Linked DNA regions of Mus musculus: region 1 is linked to region 2. The links are chromatin contacts, called in public Hi-C maps. All regions are on one chromosome and are shown on one strand. Each heading gives the region's core, a stretch centred on a gene start, on an enhancer-like site or on the middle of the called end of the contact. The rest is flanking DNA. Distances are from core to core; before and after follow the strand shown.

Evidence for each region. A called contact is a pair of places that touch in the nucleus more often than the background predicts.
Region 1: a contact with region 2 is called in a Hi-C map of the N1E-115 cell line, with 8 times the contacts expected there. The contact joins two enhancer-like sites. A contact is called at or near these places in 3 of 484 Hi-C or Micro-C datasets (the C10 cell line, the N1E-115 cell line and the P5424 cell line) and 2 of 115 datasets of contacts at active chromatin or transcription factors (large pre-B cells and pancreatic cancer cells).

The regions. Positions count from the first base shown.
Region 1 is chr15:39,215,718-39,218,803 of GRCm38.p6, forward strand. All of the region lies in intron 1 of Rims2 (regulating synaptic membrane exocytosis 2), which reads left to right. Among named protein-coding and RNA genes, the nearest start is that of Rims2, 19 kb to the left of the region's middle. Within about 2 kb of position 1,769, at least 37 of the 459 cell types and tissues checked have an H3K27ac peak or open chromatin away from gene starts, as enhancers often do. A contact at or near this core is called in the N1E-115 cell line, where this site is marked.
Region 2 is chr15:38,476,333-38,479,892 of GRCm38.p6, forward strand. Gm41308 (a long non-coding RNA gene) reads left to right here. Exons shown (of 2, transcript XR_001781662.1): 2 at 1,121-1,938. Among named protein-coding and RNA genes, the nearest start is that of Gm41308, 4.9 kb to the left of the region's middle. Within about 2 kb of position 1,684, at least 34 of the 459 cell types and tissues checked have an H3K27ac peak or open chromatin away from gene starts, as enhancers often do. A contact at or near this core is called in the N1E-115 cell line, where this site is marked.

The sequences.
Region 1 (3,086 bases), core at 519-3,018, 740 kb after region 2:
CTAAAGCAGGAGAGTCATTGAAATATTACCAGATATGGCATTTTCACTGTATGAAGGCTGTGCTGCATATTTTATATTGCAATTTAAGTAAAGATCTGTGTAACTATTAACTTTTCTTGTAGCTGTGACTAAACAGCTCAAGGGAAGAAAGACAATTTTCACTTGTAATTTCTGAGGGTCCTAGTGAACGGATGAGGCAAAGCTTCTTGTCCTGATCCGTGGTGGCAGCAGCACTTGGTGTGGTCGTGCACAGGGTAGGGGTCAGGAAGCAGAGAAAACACATGTGCTAGAGCCAGAAGAACAGAAGTGCACCTTTCTTTCTTCTTTTCTTTTTGCTGTTTTTTTTCAATTTTTTAATTAGGTATTTTCTTCATTTACATTTCAAATGCTATCCCAAAAGTCCCCCATACCCCCTACTCCCCTACCCACCCACTCCCACTTCTTGGCCCTGGCGTTCCCCTAAACTGAGGCATATAAAGTTTGCAAGACCAAGGGGCCTCTCTTCCCAGTGATGGCTGCCTAGGCCATCTTCTGCTACATATGCAGCTAGAGACACGAGCTCCGGGGAGTACTGGTTAGTTCATATTGTTGTTCCTCCTATAGGGTTGCAGATCCCTTCAGCTCCTTGGGTACTTTCTCTAGCTCCTCCATTGGGGGCCCTGTGATCCATCCAATAGCTGACTGTGAGCATCCACTTCTGTGTTTGCCAGGCACTAGGAAAGAAATCAGGAACCATAGATTTGAGCATCAGCAACAGAATACAAGAGATGGAGGAGAGAATCTCAGGTGCAGAAGATTCCATAGAGAACATGGACACAACAATCAAAGAAAATGCAAAATGCAGAAAGTATACTTTTCAAATGCCTGCCCTAAAGACTGCAGCCTACAATACAGAGCCTCAGCTGGGAAACAAGTGACTGCATAGTTTGTGAGGGGTTATTCCTTTTCTTACAGTAAAGTGTATATATATATATATATATATGTGTGTGTGTGTGTGTGTGTGTGTGTGTATATAATTTTGTTCTTTTGGAATTAGTAGCAAAGAGTGTGTTTAAATGAAAAAAGTAGTTCTGTGAGTTCAGCTTTATGACTGTGTTTAAAGTGTGATCAGATCATTTGGCAGTCATGGATGTTAGAAGTAGCTGTGAAATAAAATCCAACAAATAACCCCTAAATATTAACATACATTCATATTACCATTTATTGTGTTATATGCTAGCATAGACCATGTTTCAGAGTCCAGTTAGAATATAGAAGCTACGATAGTTCTTTGAGCAGAAAAACATTAATATAGATTATCCTGAGGCAGAGTACCCATGAATTGAAAAAAATGGACGAAGCTTTTTCCTTTGTGCCTGAGGCTGAGATTCAGACACTGTGGAGGTGTGGCTGCGGCCCACTTTGCTGTCTGGTGCTTGCCAAGCTAGGGCAAACAAAGTCGTCTGTTTTTATGAAAGGAAGTCATTTGTGGGGGCTGTTGGCCTTGGTGGATAGGCTGCCTGTGGTGCTCAAGGAACCCTTTGGGAAGCTTATTGGAATGTCAGTCAGATTTACTAAGAGCTTGCCGGTGGGAGTGCCTCCAGAATTTGCTGGAAGGAAGGCCTGTGGGGTGCTGGTGAAGCATACAAGTAGGTCTAATACTAGTGGGTATTCATTAGCTCCAGGTAGCCATGTAAACAAAAGCAACAAAGCACGGAGACATTTCTTCCTTTAATGTCATCATGGCTCCCTCTACTGTCAAATCTTAACATTGCACCCCAGGGAAAAATACAAAGCTGGGCAGAGAAGGGTAGATTTGGAACCGAGAGGCAGTGGATTTTTAATAGGCTGCCTGTCATAGACGATGCTGTCCTCAAATGCCCATATGTAGAACAGCATTGACTTACTTTTTATTCTATATGATTCTTTCTCTGGGCTACGGGGTGCGTGTGTCTATTCTGCACCATTATCATCCCCGGCATAGACTATTATGTATGCACACACTCTCTGTAATGTTGTGCATAGAGCAGTAGAGAACAGTGTTGAATCAAATTGTCTCCTTAAGTTTCTTCTCAGAAGTGCATGCATAACTTCTGCTTACATTTTGTACAAAGCATGTTTTATGATCATGCCTAGGTTAGAGTAGAAGGAATGTATCTCATCATGTGGAAGAACAAGAAATAAGTCGTGGGTTAATAGGATTGATACTGTAAAGTTTGGCAGTGTCTACGACAGTTATTTATAATTTATCCTTAAAAATCTTGTCTGGGTTTGACGTTTTTACAAGATCAGCAAAAATTGGTATTGACATAAAAATGGTATGCTTAACTTCTGGATCAGTAAATTTTAATTGCAGTAAGTGTAGCTATTTGCATAAAACAGTGTGGACCAGAACACACTTAAGGAGCAGGAAAAGTTTTTTGAAGGCTAGATACAAATTAAACTTTGTTTAAAAATTTGCATTAACTTTAGCTTACACAAGATATATGAGATATGAAATCTTTTAGTCTTTGTGTGTGTATTTAATGTGTGTGTGCATATTTCTTTATGTGTGTGGGTGTGACATGCATTCATGTGGAGGTCAGAGGACAGCATCCAGTATTCACCTGCTCCTTCCACCTTGACACAGGCTCTTAGTTTTTAGAAAGCTTTGTAAGACAGACTAGCTGTTTCTCAAGCATCCGGAAATTCTCCTGTCCCCATCTTTGATCCCGACGTAGGAGCACTGGACTACACTTGCTGTGGGCTACTATGTCTGGCTTTCTGTGGATTCGGGGAGATGTGGATTTATGTCCTCATGTTTGCATAGTAAGCACTTTACTCTCTGAGCTACTGAGCTGCTCTTCCCAGCCCTGGAACAGGAAATCTTTTGATACTGAAGAAGAGTTTTCATTTTTGGCCAGTTGTGGGTAGAAGATAAAAAAATAAATAAAAATGAGATGCTTTGACTAGAGTTTCAGCACCATCATAACATTTCGTTGTGAAAAAATTAAATAAGCTCTACAAAAATCTACAAAATGTTAAAAACAAAAGCTGTGATCTCTAAACTGAAATCCTAATGCCAAGGTCCTCTAGGATTCATGTCAAATTGGACATTCGAAGTGCAA
Region 2 (3,560 bases), core at 434-2,933:
AGGACAGTTGCCTTTCCCTAACACAGCATACACAGAGATTTAATCTTCATTACGTGCTCTGCTCTATCGTTGATAACCCTGTCAAACACTTGCTCAGGTTGGAAAAGAGGCTCACAAGTGTCCGGTCTGGCTTCCTGTCAACAGTTTTCTTTAGGAATTCTGACTCAACACAAATCTTGCCATATTTGCTTTCGCGTGACCCACTCTGCCTGCCTTTCTATTATTCTAGCTCTGTATAAACCCAGCTTGCATGCCAGTCTAAGTCATTCGCATCTGCCAGAGCCTTTTCTACTTTGTAAAGCACGTGACCTACCTTTGGACTCAACAAAGCCACTAACGGCTCCACACAGTCCCCAAGGTCCCTGCTGAATTAAATTGCTTTTAAAGACTACATTCCTTTATGCCCCAGTGCATGTGAGGGGTCAGAGGATGCTCTGCTGGGGTTGGTTTTCTCCCTACCATGTGAGTCAAGGAGATCAAGTTCAGGTCAAGATTGGTGGCTAGTGCCTTCACCTGCCGAGCCATCCACCGCACCAGCTTGTACATACTTTAATTCTCTTATGAAAACAGTCCTACCAGGACCAGTGACTGGCCAAATACCAGTCACTACTTGATGAGGATGTAGTCCCCACAGGAAACCTTCCTCTGGTGTGTCCAGTCCCTGATATTCATGGGGACTTCAGTTTGTGACAACCAAGTGTCTGTATGTTTGTGTTGGTTACTTTCTGTTGTTGTGACAACGCACTATGACCAGGACAGCTTGAAGAAGAAGAAGAAGAAGTGTGCATTGGGACAGACTTTTCCAGAGACAAACATGGTGGCTGGAGCGGGAAACCTAAGAGAGGTCACAATGTCAACTATAAGCACAAAGCAGGAAGTGTAAACTGGAAGTAGGGTGAGGCTATGTCCTCTCAAAACCCAACCCCAGTGACACACTTCTGCCAGCAAGGACACACCTTCTAAACCTCCCCTAACAGCACCAGTAACTGGCGCCAGGTGTTCAAATGCCTCAGCCTATGGGAGCCAGTTTTCATTCAAACCACAAGAGCTCACGTGACCCAGCCCATCAAAGACAAGTTAATTCCCCCTCAGCTTGACTTGAATAATTTTTTTTACATAGGTTCTTCATCAGCTCCATGCTCAGACTGATGCCATCCACTGCCAGGTCCTACAGCCCTACTAACTAGGCTACGAGAGGGTCTTTCACATTTGCTCAAACTCCTTCCTGCTGGGCAGCACAAGTCTTTAACCTCAGTACTATCTACTGGGGGAAGCAGAGATAGGTGGAGGCCAGCATTGTCTGTCTGCAGAGTTACAAAATACCCAGTCTCAATAAAATAAAATAAAATAAAATAAAATAAAATAAAATAAAGAGGCTTTCCTAAAGTGTCACCCCTGGTTGTCATAGATTCCTGTACTGGTCTGCTATGCAAGTCCCGTCTGCACACCAAGAGCTTGGCCTGAGTGAGGGCCTACCTTTTCTTCTCCCTGTCCAGTTCTTCCCATAGGTTAAGATTTTGGATACCAAGGAGGACTGCTTAGCACAGCCACAGCAAAGGCCCCAACACAGATGCCACACCTGCTTATAATCTGCTCCCATACATACGAGTTACAGATGCTGCAAAATGATCTCTAGCACGTCAGCCACTTGGGGGCACCCCGTGCTCATGTGGCAGATCTCCATTTATCAAGGTGGTGTCACTCTGTACCACATAGAAGATGGTCACCATGCCTCCCCCCACCCCCAGCGTGCACAGCTCCATCCTTGGACTGCTATGCTTCCCTTGCATGTCTTAAGGTTGCCCAAAGCATCTTTCCCTCTGTTATGTCCTTGTTTAGGTGCCCTGTTTGGGTTCTAGGGACACATCAACAGTTGTCTATTCACCCTGGGTGCAGCACTAACCGAGCAAATAAACCTATCCATGTCTGGCATGGTGAGCCAGTGTGTTTCCTGAGGTTATATAGGAATGTAGGTACTTACGGGAGATGGGTCATTTATAAATAGCACTTCTAAGCCAGCAACTGCCAGCTGCTACTTTACTCTTGAGGTGTGAAAATGCCCATGGGGTTCTGGCATGGCGTGGGGTCCTAGAACTGTAAGGGCAAACACATGGACACACAGACAAGCTGGGATTGGGTGGACTGGGCTCTCTGATGGATAGACTGAAGGATCCTGGAGGCTCAACGTGTTTATCATACTCAGTGGCATGCAACTGAATAAGGAGCTACTTTACTCAGATAAACGAGGCAGGGCTTTATAGGTTATATATAGCTGAATAGGCTATAGACAGCTAAACCAGGAGGCAGGTATGGCTAATCTCGGTGGGAGTAGTCTCTGTAGGGGAACAGTTGTTCAGGCTTGTGAACGTGGCCGGGGTGGGTGGGTGGAGACTATAGTGACTGTTTTCTGCATAGTCAGCATTTGCATTGGACCAGAGGAAGACTTTGGGGAAGGCCTTGTGTTGGGAGCCGCGCCCACATTCGCCGTTACAAGATGGCGCTGACAGCTGTGTTCTAAGTGGTAAACAAATAATCTGCGCATGTGCCGAGGGTGGTTCTTCACTCCATGTGCTCTGCCTTCCCCGTGACGTCAACTCGGCCGATGGGCTGCAGCCAATCAGGGAGTGACACGTCCTAGGCGAGGGATAACTCTCCTAAAATAGGGACGGGGTTTCGTTTTCTCTCTCTCTTGCTTCTTGCTCTCTTGCTTCTTACACTCTTGCTCCTGAAGATGTAAGCAATAAAGTTTTGCCGCAGAAGATTCTGGTCTGTGGTGTTCTTCCTGGCCGGGCGTGAGAACGCGTCTAATAACAATTGGTGCCGAATTCCGGGACGAGAAAAAACTCGGGACTGGCGCAAGGAAGATCCCTCATTCCAGAACCAGAACTGCGGGTCGCGGTAATAAAGGTTCCCGTAAAGCAGACTGTTAAGAAGGATTCAACTGTATGAATTCAGAACTTTTCAGCTGGGGAACGAGAGTACCAGTGAGTACAGCTTTACGAGGTAAGTCTGATCTTGAACTTTCTAAGGAAATTCAAGACAGTCTATCAGAAGTAAAGTGGAAAATGGCTTTACAAGTTATGTTTGGCCTTGAATTTTTTCTAGTGTTAGAAGCCCTTTTGTTCCTTTTCACATGTTATCAAGTGGTTAAGGCAGGGAGGATTCTGGATGAAATTCAGGACAAGCTATCAGAAGTAAAGCGGGGAGAGAGAGTAGGAACAAAGAGGAAATATGGTACACAAAATAAGTATACAGGCCTTTCCAAGGGTCTTGAACCCGAGGAAAAGTTAAGGTTAGGTAGGAATACCTGGAGAGAGATTAGAAGAAAAAGAGGAAAAAGGGAAAAGAAGAAAGATCAATTAGCGGAGGTCTCTAGGAAAAGGAGCCTGTGCTCATCGCTGGATGGGCTCGGGGAGCCAGCTCTTAGTAGCTCTGAAGCAGATGAAGAATTCTCCTCTGAAGAAACAGACTGGGAGGAAGAAGCAGCTCATTATGAGAAAAAAGGGTACCAGCCAGGTAAAGTGCTAGCTAATCAGTTAAGGAAGCCAAAAGCGGCTGGC